2 separate regions of the Mus musculus genome follow, and region 1 is linked to region 2. Evidence: chromatin contacts called from public HiChIP or PLAC-seq data. All regions are on one chromosome and are shown on one strand. The core of a region is the stretch at or near the end of the contact, and the rest is flanking DNA. Distances in the headings are between cores, read along the strand shown. Region 1 has its middle 11 kb from the start of Adam11. Region 2 holds the start of Ccdc43 (coiled-coil domain containing 43).

What was found. HiChIP or PLAC-seq counts read pairs in DNA pulled down with a chosen protein or histone mark.
Region 1: a contact with region 2 is called in an H3K4me3 HiChIP or PLAC-seq map of the SCID.adh cell line, with 19 read pairs. The contact joins the enhancer-like site here to the promoter of Ccdc43 in region 2. A contact is called at or near these places in 1 of 15 datasets of contacts at CTCF or cohesin (the NIH/3T3 cell line), 1 of 484 Hi-C or Micro-C datasets (nephron progenitors), 5 of 115 datasets of contacts at active chromatin or transcription factors (the SCID.adh cell line, embryonic stem cells and pancreatic cancer cells) and 2 of 9 other capture datasets (adipose tissue and pancreatic islet).

The regions. Positions count from the first base shown.
Region 1 is chr11:102,748,347-102,751,902 of GRCm38.p6, forward strand. It overlaps the pseudogene Gm39501. Among named protein-coding and RNA genes, the nearest start is that of Adam11, 11 kb to the right of the region's middle. Within about 2 kb of position 1,580, at least 40 of the 459 cell types and tissues checked have an H3K27ac peak or open chromatin away from gene starts, as enhancers often do. A contact at or near this core is called in the SCID.adh cell line and pancreatic cancer cells, where this site is marked.
Region 2 is chr11:102,695,667-102,699,608 of GRCm38.p6, forward strand. Ccdc43 (coiled-coil domain containing 43) reads right to left here and starts at 2,059. Exons shown (of 5, transcript NM_025918.3): 1 at 1,845-2,059. The coding sequence starts at 2,042. Gm34392 (a long non-coding RNA gene) reads left to right here and starts at 2,113. Exons shown (of 2, transcript XR_389053.1): 1 at 2,113-2,174; 2 at 2,274-2,548.

The sequences.
Region 1 (3,556 bases), core at 330-2,829, 52 kb after region 2:
TCCTTCCTCAGACCTTTCCCTCCCCCACTGTAGTCAAAATGGAAGGTTTCTGTGTCTCGGGAAGTTTCATCCTTGCTGCCATCTGTCTAAATCCTTTCCTGAAGTTTCTTTTCTGAGACCCAGAGGCTCCAACACTGTTAGGCAGCTCACACTGTACCAGGTAAGTCCTTTTGATTCCTGAGGACCGTGGCTGGTTACAGGCCAAAGTCCACCCTCAGGGGCCTGCTGGTCAGAGTTGGCACTGATCATCAGCTCGCTCCATTGGCAAAGACTCTTCTGGGAACTCAGCCCAGAGAAGAGGTCACTGGAGCCGTATTTACACAGTGGTCTTTAACTGAAGATTTTGACTTAAAAGTGTTTGGAGAGCAAAAGGCTGTTTTCTGAAACTCATATATATATGAGAGTCATCAGAGTCTCCTGGTTCCCCAAAAATGCAAGTCCCAGGGGCAGAGGACATGGCTCAGTGGGTAAGAACAGTTTCTGGGCAAGTGTGAAGATCTGAGTTTGAATCCCCAGCACCCATAAGAAAAGCCTGGCATAACTGTCCATGTAACCCCAGCACTGTGAGGGTGCATGCATGTAACCTCAGCACTGTGAGGGTCCTTTCAGCTTAGCTCCAGGTTCAGTAATAGGCTCCGTCTCAAGGGAATGAGGTAGAGAGTTAAAGAGCAGGCTTTCCCTGGCCTCTCTGTACTTAAGTGCACATGCACCCAAACACATGTGCACATACACCAACTACATAGACACAAAGTAGGTCCCCAATATTTTTTAAATAAATGCAGGCTTCTGGACTTCTATCCATACTTGCAGAATCAGAATCTATAATGGCAAGAGTCAAGCATGATGGTGCACACCTGTAACCTCAGCCAAGGCTGGAGAGTCACGAGTTCAAGGCCAACCTGAGCTAAACAGTAGGACTTTGTCTCCAAAATCCAAGGGCTGAGGAAGGAGACCATAGCTTTCCTCACTTTCCTGCCCCGTAAAAAGCCTTGGGGTTAATCCCAACCATGGGCCATCAAGGATACTCAGACATATGCAAAGAATCTCTGATTACCTGCAGTCCTAAAAGCTCAGAAGTTAGGAAGGAGGGAGGGAGGCAGCCAGGGAATGAGGGAGGAAGGGAGGGAGACAGACAGACAGAACAAAAGAAAGAGTCTGAGAGGCCATTGAATCCATCACCTGAGCTGAATTCCTTCTCTACTTTGGTCAGTGAACTTTCAAATTCCCAGGATCTGCAGAGCCAGAACCCTGACAAACCTGTGTGTCACATGGCCATCCAATACAGCAAGTGCCCCACGCCCACACCCTTAGTCAGTCCAATACAGCAAGTGCCCCACGCCCACACCCTTAGTCAGTCCAATACAGCAAGTGCCCCACGCCCACACCCTTAGTCAGTCCTCATTTCTTAGCCCATCAGTGGTGTGAACTGAAGTCTCTCCCTCCCTCCCTGCCTCCCTCCCTCCCTCCCTCCCTCCCTCCCTCCACAAATTCTCTTTGTGTAACCCAGGCTGGCCCTGACCTCATTGTCCCAATGTCCCAGCTTCCCTAGGGATTACAGGACATGCCTGGCATGTTGTCAGATCCTTCCTAACTTCTGAGTCACAGGGTTAGGTCATGGAGTCAACAGTGGAACAAGGAAGACTCAGCCCTAGAGTCTGTAGAGCCATGAAGAACCCCTGTCCCTGAGCAGATGAAACTGAGGTCAGGAAATAGCAGTGTGAGAGAGCAGAGAAAGATGCCTTCCCCTTTGTGCCTTCGCCTTTGTGCGGCAGATGGGGAAAGACTCCGCGCAATAGATGAGGGTGCATCTGGGAGTCAAGGCTGAAGTCCCCAATGCCTTTGTCCCTTTCCTAGAAGGTACAAGAGATACCAGACAGCAGATGCCCTAGGTGTGCCGCAGAGCAAGGCCTGGGATGGCCTTGGGTTTGCAGTGGAGCTGAGAAAGCTGTAAGGGGGTGGGGCAGGGGGAGGGTAATGAAGCAATGAATTTTGGTTTTGGGCTGTGAGGAGCCTTGCAAGGATTGACCTAAATCAGGGATCTTTGTGTGTATAAAGCCCCACATTCGTGTGTATAAGAATTAAGGAAAGAAACGGATACTTTCACATTTTTAAAATAATTAAGTGGGGTGGGGCGCGCACTTGTAATCCTCGCTCTCCAGAAGTAGAAAGATTATGGGCTAGTTAACGGGACTCTCACTTCCCTTCCATAGTTAGATATCCATGTATACATATATATGGCACTATAAATATAGCATGCATACATATATAGCATGCACTTGCACTCAAAATTCAAGAACTACAAAAGGCTTAAAGTGAAAGTGGATTCCACATCCATCCTCCAGTTCGCATACATTCACACAGCACATCCGACCGTTTTAACCTCCGTCCTGGGGCAAATGGTGCTCCATGTGCGGCTTCTTGCTTCCCCCAGTATACCTTAAATAATTTATAACTGCTACTAAAAAGCGTCTTTAAATGCCCCCCCCCAATCTTTGGCTACAGAATATACCATTGCCTGAATCTGCAGTGCTTTGTTTAACCTGTTTCTTGCTAATGGACACAGATTAGCTGCAGTGAGTAAGTATTTACAATCAATGTGTAGTGGGTAATAAAGTCCTGAGGTAGCGACACTGGGTCAGAGGGTGCCTACATTTATAATTTTCTTCAGTGTGGCCAAATTATTTTTTACTCATTTACTCATTCACACACACACATACACTCATATGTACTCACTGTGTCTCTCTCTCTCACACACACACACATACACACACACATGCACACACACACATACACTCACACACATGTACATGCACACACATACACACTCACACACATGTACATGCACACACACACTCACACATACACACACTCTGTTTCCTTGGCCCCTTGTTATTCTAGCAAACTGATAAATTGGAGCATGTATGATATAGTCCTAGTCTTCATTTTCTCTTACAATGAATGGCGTCAACAGTTCTGTCTGGTCATTTGGGTTTTCTGTGTGAGGCCTCTGGCTACCCTCTGCTCGTTTTCCTGGGTTATTGATCACTTTCCTGGTGCTTTGTAAGGAGCCCTGCATGCATTAGGGCACCAGCCTTTTAAAATTAACTTGTACATAGTTTTGGAATCAGTGGCTTCTCTCTTAACTGTGCTTATGACCTCTACCCTATATACATCTGTATAAAGTCGAATTTATCGGCTTTTCCATGTTTCCTACAGTTTGTGTTATACCTTTAAAGTCCATAAAAGGGATTGGACTTGCTGAATTTGCTAAGACAGCCAAACAGCAACACCCTTTAGGCTCTTTGCAATACAGGGCTGAAATTCCAGAGAGATGTTTGCAGAAGATGCCTGCCTGCCTGTCTGTCTGTCTGTCTGACTTGCTTCATTTGAGGAAGAAGGGTTCTGTGAATGCTGCCTCTGCAGACTTCCCTGTGGTGAGCCCCCTCCCTAGTAGGCCACCACTCCCCACACTGTTCTGGGGGAGCCCAGTTTGTCAAGGATGACCCTTGCCTGCCCAGTCCCCTCTTTGCCTTGCCCAGTGCTAGAAGTGCTGGGA
Region 2 (3,942 bases), core at 809-3,308:
AAACCTTCCATTTCTTTACATAAAGAAGGTACATCCAGGAGCTGGAAGATGACTCAGTGGCTAAGAGCACTGGCTGCTCTTCCAGAAGTCCTGAGTTCAATTCCCAGCAACCACATGGTGGCTCACAACCATCTGTAATGAGGTCCGATGTATTCTTTTGGTGTGTCTGAAGACAGCTACAGTGTACTCATATACATAAAATTAATAAATCTTTTTAAAAAAGAATGTACATGCATATTTATATCTATGCTCACCATACCTTTTGATTCTCCTTACTAGTCCCTGAATTTTGACTTTAAGGACACTAGATAAGCCCGTTCTCCAAACCTGCTCATTGTGATAGACATCAAAGAACAAAGCCTTTGATGAGCAGTTGACTCTCACAGTAGCACTTTGTGTTTTCAAGAGACGCCTCCACCGTGTGGAAGGATAACAGTTTCTCTGGTATTTAGTGCAGATGCAGCAAAGTTTACTTTTGAGCTGATTGTATTCATTTATTAGATTTGCACTTCTTTCACATGCGTGCCTGTTACCCACGGAGGTCAGAACGGATTGTCCAATCCCCTTAAACTAGAACTACAGATGGTTGTGAGCCACTGTGTAGGGTCTGGAAATGGAACTCAGGTCCTATGTAAGAGCAACAAGTGCTCTCAACTACTGAGCCATCTTTCCAGCCCCCAACTCAATTATATTAAAAAGGAAGTCTCTACAGGACAATCTCAGGGCAAGAGAGGTAGGGAATCTAATCTATGCATATAATCTAACTGTTTCTGTTGGGAGTGGAACGGGGAGGGATGAACACCGCACAAATATCAGATTAGAAAAGTGGGTGTCTTGATCGCCTCTGATACATAAATACAGCTTTAAATTACAAATTTCTAAATTAGTGAGTCTCCTTGGTCTGGTTTGCCAGGGTCTCACTTGGCAAGCCCAAAGTTGGCCACCCACTTGCTGACCTCTGCAGGGCTGGGATTATAATCACGCATCACATCACAGCATACTGTGACGAATCTGCATTTGAGTATTTGAGACAGGGTTTCTCTGTGCCCCGGCTGTCCAGGAACTCACTGCGTAGACCACAAAGGCCAGTCTCTGCCTCCTGAGAGCTGGGATTAAAGGTTTGTGCCCCACCCACGAACCTGCTTCTTTTTGGTTGTTTTGTTTTTTCAACAAAAAAGGGTTTCTCTGTGTAGACCACGATGGCCTTGAAAATCACAGAGATCAGCCTCCTGAGTGCTAGGACTAAAGATGTGCACCAGCCACCATTCCATACAAATACCTTATCTGTTTCCAGTTTGTCTTCATCACAGGGTACCGCCCCACCCAACACACATTAATAATTACTGAATTTCCCAAGGTTGCTTATCGTGAAAAGATCTCCATTACCTTACCAATTGAGGACTCTACTGAAATTGGAGCCAAAAGGGAACTTCCCACAGGCTTTTGTCATGGGACAGCCCTGAGACTACCCGCTAATGGGCAGACATCTCAAAAACATTTTACTCCCCACTCTAAACATCGCAAACCATAGAAATGGAACTATTAGACGTTTATGATCGAACTGCCATTTACACATCTTAATGGCTTCAGGATACTCTCTAGCACATCCAAAGGCACCCAGGGAGCCTTGTTGCCCGGAATATGGGGATCCCATCCTCTCTGTACACCTGCAACCCAAAATCTGGCGAGGGAGCAGCAGCCCACTTCTCCCTCAGTTATGCTTCTTTCCGGTAAAACCACTAAGCCTTCGTGACAGCAAAAGGAAAGAGAGATGTGAAGTAACGAAAGAGGTTCCCAGATTTCTCCGTGAGGTTGATAGGATGTGTCCCGACTACTCTACTCACCAGGAAAGCAGAGAGGATACCCTGCAGGGCGTCCAGCTTCTCTTCCTCCTCCTCCTCCTGTAGGACGCCAAGGATGTAAGCGGCGTAAACGGCTCGGTCCACTCCCAGCGCCTCCAACCGTCCGTCAAGCCAGGATCCAAAAGCCCCGCCATCGCCTTCACCGAGGACTGCCGCGGCCACTTCGCTGGGCGCCGCCATGCTGGGGACAGGGTCCTGCCGGACCCGAGGGTGCCTACCGCAGTGCCTGTCGGGCCGCGCCACTGGGCCAGCGCGCATGCCCGGAGAGGGATCCTCCACCCCTGCGCGCCGGGCTGTGATCCGCGGTTTGAGGTATCTTTATGTCCTCGCAGCTAGCGCTTCTCGGTGTAAGCGTGGTCGCATGGGCACCCAGGAACACCGGCAGGTGAGTTTTGAACCGGTTCGTTATAGTTGGCAACGATCGGATTCAGTGTCATTGTCAGACACGTGACAGAGAGCTCAGAGGACTGCTCACCACGGATTCCAGCAGTTCTGCTCTGCGCCCGGCAGGTTCTTGTGGAATGTGAAGCCAGGATGCCCCACTGAGTCTTGTGTTCCGGAATACCACCTTCACTGCCATTCCAAGCCGCCTTCCCTGAAAACCCAAATTTCAGAAAACGTTCTCTGACTCATTTCTGTACAGAGACACATAGCAGGTTCTCAACAGTTAAACATGCAGCCTCGGAGTCATTGCTTTTAATTATTGCTTCCGTGTTTCCACAGGTATACCTTTGAGGACTGTCTTAGAGTTTCTGTTGAGATAAGACACCATGGCCAAAGCAACTAGGAGAGAAAAGGTTTATTTCAGCTTCCACTCTCAGGTCACGCCCCATTACTAAGGGGAAGTCACAGGAACTCAAGGCTCGAACCTGGAAGCAGGAGCCTTGGAAGATTGCTGTTTAATGGCTTGCTCCTCTTGCCTTGCTCAGATTGCTTTCTTCCACCATCTAGGAGACACCTGCCCAGGGGTGGCACCAGCCACAATAAGTTGGGCTCTCCCACAACAATCACTAATCAAGACAATGTCCCACAGGCCAATCTTATAGGAGGTCGTTCTCTAAATTCCCCTCTTCCCAAATGACTGTAGACACATGACAGCCAACCCAAGAAACAAGTTCTGTCCTCTGCCAGGGACGGTGCTAAGAGGTTCCCATGAAGTATCTGTTGCCATCTTCCCAACAACCCAGCGAGGAGATGCCTTTATGTTCGATTAAAAGATAAGGAAACTGGAGCGATGGCTCAGCTGATAAGAGCACTGGCTGCTCTTCCAGGGACCCAGTTCAGGGGATCTGGCACCCTCACACAGACAAACATGCAGGCAAAACATCAATGACATATATATATATGGGTAAGGAAATGACACACCATGAGAGAGAACCTAAGAGGGGACAGAACTCTACCAGCAGAATGCCAGCTCTGGCCTGAGGTGGGCTAGACTCAAACTACAGAGGAGGAGGAGGAGGAGGCTGTGCAGGGGCCTTTACTCTGACTGCTTGCTTCACTGGATACTTACTGAATACATTCACCACAACACTGTTACAGACTGACAATTCAAAGATGAGTGGCTCAAAGATCTGTGTTCCCTATGGGACCAAACAGTCCAATGGGAATAGGTATTTAAAGAAATAATAGAAATAACGACACTTTAGTGACATAATTCTAAGTGTATGGGTGTTTTGCCTGCATGTTTGTTTGTATACCGATGTGCCTGATGCCCTTAGGGAGACCAGAAGGGTAGGCAGATCCCGTGAAACACAGATGTTTGTGATCCACCATGTGAATGCTGGAACTCAAACAAGGGTCCTCTGGAAAAGCAGCCAGTGTTCTTAGCATCTGAGTCAACTCTCCAGCCCAGAAGTAAATAGGTGATTGTGTGGAGATGGTGGTATTAAGACAGAGTCTTGCTATGTAATCCAGACTTGCCTGGGACTCAATCTATTTCTTTTCTCTGAGCTTGTAAACCTCCTGACTCTGCCTCCCAAGTGTTGAGATTACAGACTAGCACCACCATACCTAAATTGAGATAAGGTTTTGGTGAAGGTATGACTGGATCCCTAAGTCATTCATTTGTCCTGTTGAA